Linked DNA regions of Mus musculus: regions 1 and 2 are each linked to region 3. A link is a contact called in public Hi-C data. All regions are on one chromosome and are shown on one strand. Each heading gives the region's core, a stretch centred on a gene start, on an enhancer-like site or on the middle of the called end of the contact. The rest is flanking DNA. Distances are from core to core; before and after follow the strand shown. Region 1 has its middle 78 kb from the start of Gm42131. Region 2 has its middle 47 kb from the start of Gm42131. Region 3 has its middle 40 kb from the start of n-TDgtc1.

The links. Hi-C and Micro-C count contacts between places; a contact is called where the count stands out from the background.
Region 1: a contact with region 3 is called in a Hi-C map of the N1E-115 cell line, with 6 times the contacts expected there. The contact joins two enhancer-like sites. A contact is called at or near these places in 4 of 484 Hi-C or Micro-C datasets (the N1E-115 cell line, adipose-derived mesenchymal stem cells, cortical neurons and 1 more), 2 of 115 datasets of contacts at active chromatin or transcription factors (astrocytes and embryonic basal ganglia) and 1 of 9 other capture datasets (embryonic trunk).
Region 2: a Hi-C map of the N1E-115 cell line shows a contact between it and region 3, with 9 times the contacts expected there. The contact joins two enhancer-like sites. A contact is called at or near these places in 3 of 484 Hi-C or Micro-C datasets (the N1E-115 cell line, embryonic fibroblasts and embryonic stem cells) and 1 of 9 other capture datasets (embryonic tail).

What each region holds. Positions count from the first base shown.
Region 1 is chr5:101,369,362-101,373,431 of GRCm38.p6, reverse strand. No RefSeq gene overlaps it. Among named protein-coding and RNA genes, the nearest start is that of Gm42131, 78 kb to the left of the region's middle. Within about 2 kb of position 1,566, at least 2 of the 459 cell types and tissues checked have an H3K27ac peak or open chromatin away from gene starts, as enhancers often do. A contact at or near this core is called in the N1E-115 cell line, where this site is marked.
Region 2 is chr5:101,494,269-101,498,401 of GRCm38.p6, reverse strand. No RefSeq gene overlaps it. Among named protein-coding and RNA genes, the nearest start is that of Gm42131, 47 kb to the right of the region's middle. Within about 2 kb of position 1,966, at least 10 of the 459 cell types and tissues checked have an H3K27ac peak or open chromatin away from gene starts, as enhancers often do. A contact at or near this core is called in the N1E-115 cell line, where this site is marked.
Region 3 is chr5:101,030,678-101,034,662 of GRCm38.p6, reverse strand. No RefSeq gene overlaps it. Among named protein-coding and RNA genes, the nearest start is that of n-TDgtc1, 40 kb to the right of the region's middle. Within about 2 kb of position 1,627, at least 2 of the 459 cell types and tissues checked have an H3K27ac peak or open chromatin away from gene starts, as enhancers often do. A contact at or near this core is called in the N1E-115 cell line, where this site is marked.

The DNA.
Region 1 (4,070 bases), core at 317-2,816, 340 kb before region 3:
AAAGCTACAGCCCTTTTTTTCCCAGAGAAAGTATCACATTAGGAACAATTGAATGGCGAAGACTAGTCTTCAAGTTCCTCAGAGTGAGATTGAAGATCTATTAGCCACAGATAGCCATTCTCTAATCAAAGGTAGGGAGCCACACTTCAGTGTGCTCATGGGCCCTTAGGACAATTTAGTCTACAGCCCCCATGACATTATTGGTGCCTATTTCTATAGTCAGCTCAGCTGTTCTACTCTGAGAATGACAGTTTCTGTAACCTGCCTTAAACCAATGATGTCGTAAATGAAATTCCCTGTTGCTGAGGCCTCTTAGGAGTCATTAGTGTTGTGTAAGTACTCTGTACAGCGGCCTGCTCTGTGGGTGCCACATCTGGCTAGAAGCTATGCTCTTTTTCCTTCTGCCACAACCACAGTATTCAGAGTGAGACCAGCATTCTACAGCTGCAGGTAGATCGTTCTGCCTCTTTGCTGGATTGTGGTATCATTCCATATAAAGTGGGAAGGAGGTGGTGTCAGCCATAGTATGCTCTGTTGGAGTTACAGTGAAGGGTAAGAGGAACAAGCCAAGGTGATGGTGCATTGAGCCCCCTTCTTCTAGAACCTTCTTGGCTCACACCCAGGACCCCTGTGTATTAATTGGCAGGACCCCCCAGTTTCAGTGGGGAGAAAAAGCCTTAACTTCCCATCAGATTTAAGGCCCAGGCTGCCGTATGATAGATTCTACCCTAATATCATTAGCTGTGCAGGCTGCTAATTGTAGTGGTTGCTAATCCATCTGAACAGCCAGAATGATATTAGCTTTCAATAGGATTTACATACATCCAGGCTTGTTTCTGCATCGGCTAGCAATTAAAGTTTAAACTGTTGAACACGCAGCTTGTGCGGGCTAAGTAATATTTAATAGCATTAACAATGCATTTCCTTATTTGCCTCTAAATCTCTTTACAGACTCATCAATTCACTATCACCTTTGTGTGGCACAGGGACATTAGCTCTTAGCCTAACAGCTTCCAGAGGAGGGCACTGTCACAGAGACGAGACAGTGGAAATGCCAGCTGCACACGCCAGAGTCAGCATCATAATTCACACTAAGATTTCTATCTCCCCTCCCGGCACCCTCCGCTCTTTCTCACGCATGCACTTCATTTCCAGGGGATGTTATGGTTTGTTTATCTTTCAGGTCAACTTTTGAAAGACTAGAAATCAACTAATTTGGGTTTAAATGTCTGCAGAAGACAAAGATTCACCAAAAGGTTGTTTGAATCATGCCAGATCTTTCAGGGTTTCAGTGTAAGCTGGGTTAAGCTGTCTCGATGGGCTTGTTCAGGAAAGTTATATTTATATGAAAGAGTATGAAGTCAGGCTAGAACACAATATAGTTTCTCTGCATGATAGTTTCCATGAGGGTTTCTTTGCCCCATTTACAGCCATACCCTTAAGCATCTAGCTCTATATCTAACAGGAAGGAACAAGTATTTCTGGAAGCCATGATGGGTGGGGTTTGAGTGCTGACAATTCAGACCTCCTGATCTCAGCCTCAGGCCCTTGCTGCTTCCTCCCTAGTTCATCATCGTAACCACACCCTTTCCTCTCCTTGTTTCCAGACCATAAACTAATAGGAGGACAAGCCAGAGACAGGGAGGAAAGTCGGATAAAGAGAGGATAAAGGACATTCTAGATCACTCTGAAAGAAAGGGGTAGCTGTTGGGACAGACCACTGGAGGCTCATTTAAGCATTTCTATTCTTCTGGTTCAAGAATTTTGGCATGGTCATCAAAGCTGGTCAGTATCGTTGCTGGTTAGTCAGGCAGAACTTTTTAGAGGAGGCTGTATTTGTTTCCTCTGGCTGTTGAAGCAAAGTATTAAGAGCTGGGTGGATAAAAAAATCATCTCATCGTTCCATGGGCTGGGAGCTGGAAGAGAAGGGCTGTGGTCACTGACAACATCAAGGGCCAATCCTAACGCTGTCTGGAGCTAGCCAGCCATTTTTGTCATGCCTTGGCTTGTTGACCCATCACTTTAGCCACTCCTGACTTCTCCCTGGGTGTCTTCATCCAGTCTTACTTCAGTGTGTGTCTGTTTCTGCATTCCAGGGCCCCTCTGTTTTAAAGACACTAGTCATTTTCAATTAGGGTACATCTTAATGACCTCATTTTAACCTAACTGCCTCTTAAAGCCTTATTTCAAAATAAGGTCCTTTTCTGAGGTACAGGAGGCAGGGTATAGCGTATCTTTTTAGAAGGATACAATTTAACCCATTAGAGAGAGTCATGTACCATCTGAAAAATGGTAATGGGGGGTTTTCAGACCTGAAAAACCTTTATCCTTGAGAAGCAGAATAATCCATATTCTCTGGACATAGTAGTCAATAATAATTGAATTATTTTTCTCATTTCTTGGGCCCTGCCATCTTGTATTTCCCATATCAATTGACTTTTATTATATAATATTCTCTAACTATTTCTCTGATCATTCCTTGTGTTTAGTCATTTTTCTTTCTCATTTATCCCTTAAATTTGGCTATTAGAATTCTCCAGAGAAAAGGAACACCCCCCAGCCCCAATACACACACATTGAGGCATTTGTTACTTATGTACAAAGACATTTGTTCAGCATGGTTGGTTGATGCAATTGCAGAGCCTGGGAAATGCCAGGATCTATTCATTGGCAAGCTGGAGGCTCAGGAAGGCTGGTAGTAGTCTTCTAGAACATACCAGCAGGCTGGAGAATACAAGGAGCTAATGGTATAAGTCCTACTTTGGATCCAAAAGCCAAACTAACGAATCAGAAGCACACACAGGAACAGGAGAACACAGTTGTCCCCACATAAGCAGGAACAAAGCTAGTCTTGGGCATCAAACAATGCTCACTCATTTGATGAGCCAATTGGTCTTACTGTTCATATTCTTCCAGAATATACCCTCCCGCTACACGCACTCAGCAATACTTTCTGAATACTCCTTAGCTCAGTGAAGTTGGTGTGAAATGAGTCTTCACAGAGGCATTCCATAGAGACTGCCATTGACTCTGTCTGACAGGCGAATACTCTGAAAGACATCACTTGTTGCTTCTATGGCACAGGGATCATTGAGTCTGCTGACTGTAACACTGATCTTGTGAGACAGCCAGGTGGACTGATTCTAAGATTTATATTTTTTACCCTGAGCAGGTTACTTAAGGGCCATATATTAATTCAGTTATTTCATTTTGAAGTAGTTTAGCGTTCACATAGAATGACGAACAAATGTAACGTTAGCGCTCCCTTCTATGGATGTTGTATACTTTGCTTCAAAACACAAAATCCTACATCCATTCTTGGACTGGATTTATGCCAGCTATTATTGGATGCACTAGATTGAAATGAGTGTGTAAATTTACCTTCATATAAATCTCTCTCTCTTTGAAAATTATTTACTGAAGTTTTAACAAACTTACCAACTTGATGACTTATAAAACGTTAGAAGATCATCTTAGAAGAACAAAATGTTCCTTGAAATGATACTTAGTGTGTCCTCATGAGCTACCTTTAATGATAATTCCACGAAACAGAAATCTACAGGTAAATACTCCTGGTGTTTATTAATTAAACTTTTAAAACATAAAAAGGAAAAATTCTATTTTTCCAGTGGGGTCAACTGCACCACTTGCACACAGCAGACAAGGGCTCCATGCAGAGGTCCTCACCCGTGAGAGACAAGGCCAGGCGAGCGGCTTTCTTCCCGCTTCTCTGTAGATGAATTAGCCATGATCTGGGGTCATGTTAACTTTGCCATTTTTGTACAAAATCACTTAATAAATTGATTGGGACCTTATCTGGGTGTCAGTGTCACTCCACTTTTAGAGATGTCCAAACTGTTTAAATATCAAAAACAAACTGGAGGACGACTTAGTGAGGGAGGGCTCGCGCCGCCTGCTGAAGATCAAAGGAAGACGGATGACTGCATACATTTGACATCACCAGAGAAGAAGCTCGGTGTTTCTGTCAGCCCAGGGCCAGACTTTTGAGGCTGACCTCAGAACACAGTGAATGTGGGAGCTGTAGAGCCAGAATGAGCGCCTATAGAAAT
Region 2 (4,133 bases), core at 717-3,216, 460 kb before region 3:
ACTGTCTAGCACCTGATATTCAACGATTTTCAGTTCCCGTGAGTTGGTTCGGGCCACTCAGGGAGGGAGCGGCTTCTCCACAAAGTTGAAGGAGCCCATCACCTCCTAGAGGGCCACAGAGCTCACTCAACCTGAAGTGGACATCATTTATTGCCTCGCTTCCCTTCCTTTGCCTGTCCTTGCTTCTGCTTCTCTTAATTCTCAGACCGAGAAACAAGATTAAAGGTTCCCAAGGTAGACAGAATGTCAATACTTTAGCAAGCCACACTTGGCGTCCCGGCTCCCTTTCAGTTTAGTTCAGTTCCAAGAGTTAGAGCGCATCCTGGACGCTTGGGTTCTCCCTTATCATCCCTGGTGGATCCCAGAACAGGGAAGATGCCAGAAAGGGAAGGGTGAGAGGCCAAATGAGAGCGTGAGTGAAAGTCATCTCTTCACCATCCTCTTACCCTTTGCTACCCGAAGCTTCCACAGACGCTCCACGAAGACGGAGTCAGGAGCACGCCAAGATTTCCAGATCCCGACTCAGGCCCCTCCCTCGCAAGGCCGCCTCTAATGTATGCATTGCCTGATTTCATACATGCTGATTGCGTAGCGATTTATTCTACAAGTGCCAAGGAGAAGAGTCACCCCCGGACTAAATGTAAAATCTTTATTCTCACCAATGTCTAAATCATTGTTTTCTCGCGGCTGAGATCATGTGGCACACATTATTAATAGCTCTGGTCTCTCCACCACTTGACACGGCGCTCCAGCTGTCATTCTGTTCCCTGGCTCGTATGATTCTTGCACTGGTGAAGTGCCAGGCCCGGGTCCAGCCCATCAGTCACTGTCACCCACCACCCAGTGATGAATAGCCTGGCCGTCGCCGTGGCGAGGCCTGGGCTCTGATTCACAGGCGTCTGACTTTTACCAACTCGAGCTCACCAGCTGAGGCCTATCCCGAGCTAAGGAAGGCCGCAGTGACCTGGAAATGGCCCCGCCTCCTCTCCCCAACTCTCCCTTGGTCCCTCCCTCCTCAGATTAGTTAAAAATGAAACAAATCCTAATGTGATCATGTCACTAATTATGCATTTAATTCAGTTATAAGGAGCTAATGGCTCCCTCAGTGACAGCTTTTACTGCTAAAAGGCAATTCATTCCTGAAACGGAGAAATCTAATTACACAAAATGCTCCATCCTAATCCTTTCAAAGAATAATCTTATTTGTAGACATTAACATCCCAGATGCTGCTGCTGTTTGTCCATTATGACAGTGTTTGTCCTGAATAATGTATAAATAGCTCTTTCTGGACAGTTGCATGTCACTAAATCAATACAATTTGCTGCCTTCTGTTACATTAAGTCGGCCTGGGCAGGCTGGAGAAAATTAACCTTTTGTTTTCCTCCCCTCCCCCTTTCTCAAAGGGCCTTCAGAATTAGAAATGAGCGAAGGATCAAAGAGGGCCTAGTGAAGATAAAGGAGACAGTGAGGAGAGGCAGGTGTGGGCCACAGCTAAAGGATATAGATCCTTTGGTGCAGATGCTGTGGCCTCGACCACCAGTCATTGGAGGAAGAAGATGGCTGACATCTGTGACGATTGCCCAGAAATTACTCCAAACATGGACTTGGACCAGAGCCCCTCGAGTGTTGATCCTTCGTCTCAAGATTTCTTAATTCAAAGTGACAATTATTTATTTATTTATTTATTTATTTATTTATTTTGGAGAGGGGCCTTGGATTCCGTGTGCAAAGTTCACAGTTATGGTGACCTGCAATCGTGACCATCATTGGCTTCAATGGCCTTGGTCAGAATGCTTTTTACGAAGCCTTGGGCACTGCATGTTTTGTGTAATCTATGGGGGTAACAAAGGATTCACCCAAGGATAATTTCATCTGGTTCACACAACCCTGAAAGGATGCCACGAACCTCTCATCCTAAAGTCGAGGAAATGGAGGTTGGACGAGTTGGCCAAGTGATTGGGACTCCGTTGTCTCCTGGTTTCAGACGCCATCTTTCCACTGTGGTCCCTCAGTTGACAGAACACACAGGGCCTCTGGCTGGCCAGGAAGCTCTCATGGAGCATCCACAGAACTCAGGAGCACATTCGTGTCCACGCGGTATTCTCTGCCACATCAAACACAAGGAGACGAGTTTTATTTGTTGCATGATCATCAAAAGATTGTGTTAGACATTCTGAATACTATACACTCCCTTGGGAATATTAAATAAAGTGGAAAAAGACATTTCTGCAAAGGGCCAGGAAGCTCTTCCACCTTTGTCTCTTGCGCTGTCTCTGCTGCGACCAATCAGCTTGGCAGCTGTAGGACGGGAGCAGAGACAGTGACTGAATGATGGTCATGAAGAGGTAACACCCTGTGCTGTCCAAAAGAGACCCTCAAGGGGAAGTATTTTACAAAGCTATCACTTCTCAGCTTTTTGCTGAGATCAAGGATAGCACATGTGAATGTGAAGCAATTCCGGTTTGTAAGCGTCATGCTTTGCGATGTCACATTTGTAATGTCACAGTCTTCTTCTTGCTCCCGCACTGCACTTTTGTCATCTTAGGTTGTCTTATGAGTGTAATACAGACATCTGCTGCCTTCACATAAATTCAGATGTGTCCACAGAGGTTCCTGAAAATAAAAGCAATATTTAAAAAGGGGGGGTGGATTTGGTGAGAACACCTTGTATTTCTTGCCCCTGCCTTACTTTTCTACTGAATTCACTTTGACTGTTTTAGGGGATGACCAACCATTCAGTCTTATAGTCACATTATGTCCCACTTTCTGGTACCAAAGATGAGATAAGGGGTATGTGGTGTTATGTAGCTATGGGCATTAGGGTCTTCTGTTGAGTTAACTTGCCAGAATCTCGAATAAATGGTATCCAGGAATAATAATATCAGTATCAGGCAGGGCTGTTTCTAAAGGACGAGTCAGTGGTGAACCAGTAACGTTTACACTGTCAGCTTTGAGATATGCTACGGGAGTAGAACAAACAGGTTTCAGGGAAGAAGAGGAAGTCAGGTTTGGATTTTAACTGCTCCCAGAGCTCATATGCTAAAGGCTGATTGACAGCCCGTTGTCCTGTCGGGAACTGGTAGAATCTTCAGAAGGTGAGGCTTCTTGGAAGGAGGTTACATCACAGGCGGCTTTGGGGAGGGACACTGAGGAATAAGACCCCCTCCCTCTCTCTTTGCTGCTTTTTCACCTGAGCTGAGAAACTTGGGTTCATCTGCACTGTCACAAACCCCAAGGCAGCAAAATCAAGCGACCATGGACTGTGAAACTCTGAGTCAAAAGACACTTTTCCTTGCTCACAATAAATTGCTCGGAGCAGATGTTTTGCCGTGTGGATGGATGGGCAGCACCACAGCTCCAGGTCAAAAATAAGGTAAGATAAAATCCAAACCACAAGCCTGCACCTTCGTCTAAGTTGTTGTCAAGCTCACAGCACGCAGCCAACTGTATCAGAGCCCTTACTGTGCAACATTTCTTGATTATTCAAAGCACACAACACAGGTTTTCTTAAAGGCTTGCCACTGGTAGGCACCGATGCATATAAAATGCTGTTTCGCATAATACTTTAATTAACCATGGAGAAGAAATAAGACAGTCTAAAGTTAATCTTATGAACGTAGAAGTTGCAAGGAAAAGTTCTCAGGGATTTCAATCTAGTAGAGCGTTCAAGCTCTGCTTTTTCTGAAACTGAATGGGAACACCACGTGGGGACTAGATGCAGGAGCTGCAGTGGGCGAGACAGGCTCTTGCAGAACTTGGAAGTTTGCTTTTGTGCTTTTTGCTTTAGCGTAGCTCTTGGTCTTATGCTGTATTGCTTTACTTAGGTACATAAGAGTAACTTCCATGCCTCCTTCGTATTTCCCTATACATACACGTGAGACCATCCATTTGGAAAGGAAGCCCATCCCGGCTCACTCTTGGGTAAAGTTGTAGAGCACAGTTCACATATTAGTCAATTCTAAGAATGGGGCTTGATTTTCCAACTATCAATCCTTTGGAATGAACTTTTGTTTAGCATCTTAGGAACTATTATTGAATCCCTGGATATTTATCTTCTGCATTGTCAGACTTTCAAAATGGCTACGGCCAGTCAAACTGACACAAAATGATCCTATTACTTCTCAGAATGTGA
Region 3 (3,985 bases), core at 378-2,877:
ATAGCTGGATTCTCGTTCTCTTCAGGCTTAGCAGTGCTGACATACAGCAGAGCTCAGGTGACCTGACATCTCTGGATTTCCTCCTCCGTAAAACAGAGCCAACACTGTATGACCTCAGTTCTGATTCTGAAATCCCGTGCCTGCCACCGCTGTACTGTTGATTATAAAACCACACCAGAGGAAGGCCCGTGGCAGCCTTCACTCTGTCACACCGGGAAGACTTCAGAAGGGAGCATTGATGGCTACATGAACCACTCATATCTACTGAGCCATCTCTCCTGCCCGTTGGATTATTTTAAAACAAGACTTTTTAGTACAGAGGCTGAGAAGTAGAATATTTATTTGAGTTTTGAAATCAGGGGGGAAATACACAGCCAAGCAACTCTGAGCGTCTGGTAGAGGGTTTGTGTTCTCCTCTGTGCATGGGAAGATTAGCGCAGATAATCGCCCACTCCTTCCCACACGACCCTTGCCTTCAGAGCCCCTGGTTTCTTATCCGGGCTTCCAGCTCTTACTTTGCTGGATATTGGGAGTGAGAGAACAGGAGGAAAAGGGCCTGGCAGAGAGAGCTTGATCCTCTGCTGTATTTCACTTTGGTACATTTATATTTCCACCGCGGAGCTCAGAAGTCTTTGGGGAATGTGTATATTTTGGATAAATTTTATAATAAAGACTGTAAATAAATCCTAAATGCTGCTAGACCTGGAAGTAGATCATTAAATTTTTATAGAATCGACATAAGCTTGGGGCCTGACAAATCCCATTTTAAATGCTGAGCATAGCAGCGTCCCAGCACAGCACCAGGCTGATGCCATCCGTGCATTTAATCTCTATTAAGGCCTCGAAAACAATACATTTTAAATAATGTTAAAATTCACCATCACTGTCTTTGGCACATAATTTATTGCCAGAATTCTTGGTATGGGATTTCAAATTTTGACCTAATACATGCATACATGGAATATACAAATAACCCGGGCTCTCTGAATGCAACCGATATAATAACAAATCTCAATGAACAAGAGACACCTGGTGTTTTATCTGCGCAAACACCAGCGATCTAACTCAGTGGCCAGAGGGTCAGTTCCCTGTCTCCTTTGGGCAGGAAGTGTCCATTCTCTTCCAACAAGTGAGCTGTTCTTTCTTTGTGTCCTGCTCCACATGACACCTTATCCCATGAAAAATGACTTACAGGTTTTTCATCTTTTGAAACCATTATCACTGACCAGCCTCTGCCGTGGAGAGAAGATGGAGTGGAATATGATTGCCAAGCCTGCTGCAAAACCTATTACAAAGGGAGAACCTCACAGTCCTCTTCCTACGTTGTCCAGTTGGTGAGATAAATGCCCTGAAATTTGGGCACCATGTCACAATCGACTGTAAGTATGCTGGATCGAGCCACGCCTCCAAGATTTGTGCCAACCACGGCCCGGAGAGCTGGCGAGAGGTGTCCTTTGCTCTCCCAGGGCCTCCTGCCTCACGGCTGGGTCTGCTGCAACCCAGCCACCACCAGGCTGATCCGGGTGGTCCTAGCCGTGAATACAAAGGTGCAGAGTCAGAAGTGAAGCAGTTAAAGAAGCCGAGGCATGTTTACTAAGCCATTTGAAGTTGATAGCCGTCACGGCCTGGCTTTTTTCTCTATCTTCGTAAACCGCAGTGAATTGATGGAATGACCCGGACTTGATCTTCAGGGCAATATGTCTGATGGCACCGCTGGATTGATAAATTGATTCAAAACTATTACCATGGTGAAAAAGCAATAAGGTCATAAAAATTGCATCAGCTGGCTAGGTAAATCCTGGCATTTCACGACAAGTAATGCAGAAGAACCGCAGGAGGCTCTGGGCATGAAGCTGAATGAGGGAGGGAGAAATGACTTTGAAGAGCTCATCATCTCGGATCTATTCTTCCTGCCGGCGATTCATGCCTTCGCATAGTGCCACTTCATTATGGGGAAATAACTGTACACTCCTAGCATATTCCTGGCCTCCCTGGCGGCCCCTGGAGGACCCTTAGCTGGTTAATACCTCATCACGGGCTTCATTGAACACTTTAATCTGCACTTGTGTGATCAATAGAATCCTGGTGTAAATTAAAAGGACAATTTCATGTAATCAAGCCTGTTAATGCTCATTTTGAAAACCATTATTTGTGGAAGGCATTTAGAAGAAAATTACAAAGTGACAGGCTGATGCACTCTGAGATGGTTTGAAAGCAGGCCCTTTTTTTGTGTGTGTGTGACCGTTTACCTGCTCTGGGAGCTCGATGGAAGGAGCGAGTTATTGAATGCAGTGGGGAAGGGAGGGGAACAGAGCCCAGAAAGCAAAGAAGAAGAGCCCAGCAGGAATGTGTGTGTGCCCTGCCTGCTTGCTTGCCTTCAAGCAGGGAAGAAGAAAATGAAATTTTCCAGTGTTCTATTTCTGTGGCAAATTCAATTACTGTGGGGACTTGTTCAAAGCGGTGTAACTTCCAAGAGGCAGAAATTGAAAACCTGGCAGCTAATGAAATGGCAAATGACTAGGAAGTTCAGACAGGGGCCGTCAGTTGGCTCAAACACCTGGAGGAAAACAGCAACTCTCCCCAATGTCTTCCCGAAGCCACTCTCTCATCCATCCCCCAGAGGAGCGAGGAGACCTCCTCTCCCCAGCATTTGACTCCAGCTGGAATAACATGTTAACAGCCACACATTTCTGTGAATCTCTCTGCCACTATCACAGCTCAGCACATGGAGCATGAAATGCAAAATGCAACCAACATGCTGCCTGTTTTTTCTCAATCTGGGGACTTGTGTTGCATATAACGTGTGTTAGACCGATTGCTCAGAAGCATATTTGTTCAAATCTCTTGTAGCTGAGAAATATGCATCTCTCTAGTATATAGGCATGGCATGGCAGTATACAGCTGGAGAATAAGAAATTTAAGACAGCGTCTCTCTGGGTAACTTTGGGTGGCCTTGAACTCATAATCTTCCTGCCTCGGCCTCCCATCTAAACCCACCTCGCCAGGAGAGCTTTATTTGATTGTTGCGATTAGGCCTACACTCCTAAGATTCTAAATGTTCTCAGGTGAGTACCAAAGGTTACACGTTTTCAAACCCTGAGGGTGAACCTGAGAAGATCTGGATGTCTTGCAATGTGAGCGGTGTTGTTATGGATACAGGCACATATATGCAAGGATTTCCTTACATTATTGAACCTGGGATACCAGTGTTCTGACCCAGATAGCATGACATCCCAGCAATGTCAAGGATATGAAATTACAAGGCCTAAGAAAAAGTGGTTTTCGGGCCTGAGCAACTGAAATCTAATTGAAAGCGCTTACCCCGAGCTCGGCTTCATTCACCCGGGCTCAAGAGTAAGAAAATTCAGTATTCTCTTCTCTGCCTTCCCTGAGGCTCATCTGAATACTCCAAAGAAGGAAAATCATTTCCATTTGTCACATGACAAACAGTTCCAGCCAACTCTTATTAAGTTGACACCACTTTACCCAAAGTAAGGTGTGCTTCAGACACAATTCTCCAGGCTAGCAAGTTTCCTGTGACTCTCAGTGCAACTTGTCAGATAGTCAGAGCACAGCTTACTCAAAATATGCTTGCATGTATTTGATTTTATGTGTGTTTGTATTTCAAATAAGCATTTTAATGTATTTAGCCACAAGTAATGTTTTGTTGATGTTGGTTTCTCTCCTAAATGACTCTAAGTGTCTCTCCCTCCCTTCCCATTCCTACATCATGAGGAGGAGAGCACTTGCTGATCTCTTTCTAGGATTCCTTTGCCATCCAGATGCTCACCCAACAACTTGAAACAATGTTTAACTTCATTGTTTGGACTTGGATCATTTTTTTTTATATATTTTCTTGCAAGGACTAACAGTATCCTTGTGAATTTTTGGTTCTAGCACCCTACGTGACCACTGTTTGGGGCCTTGCTACCACCTCCAAACATATCCAATACTTTCTATTTGTTATTATTTCCAAATTCTTCAT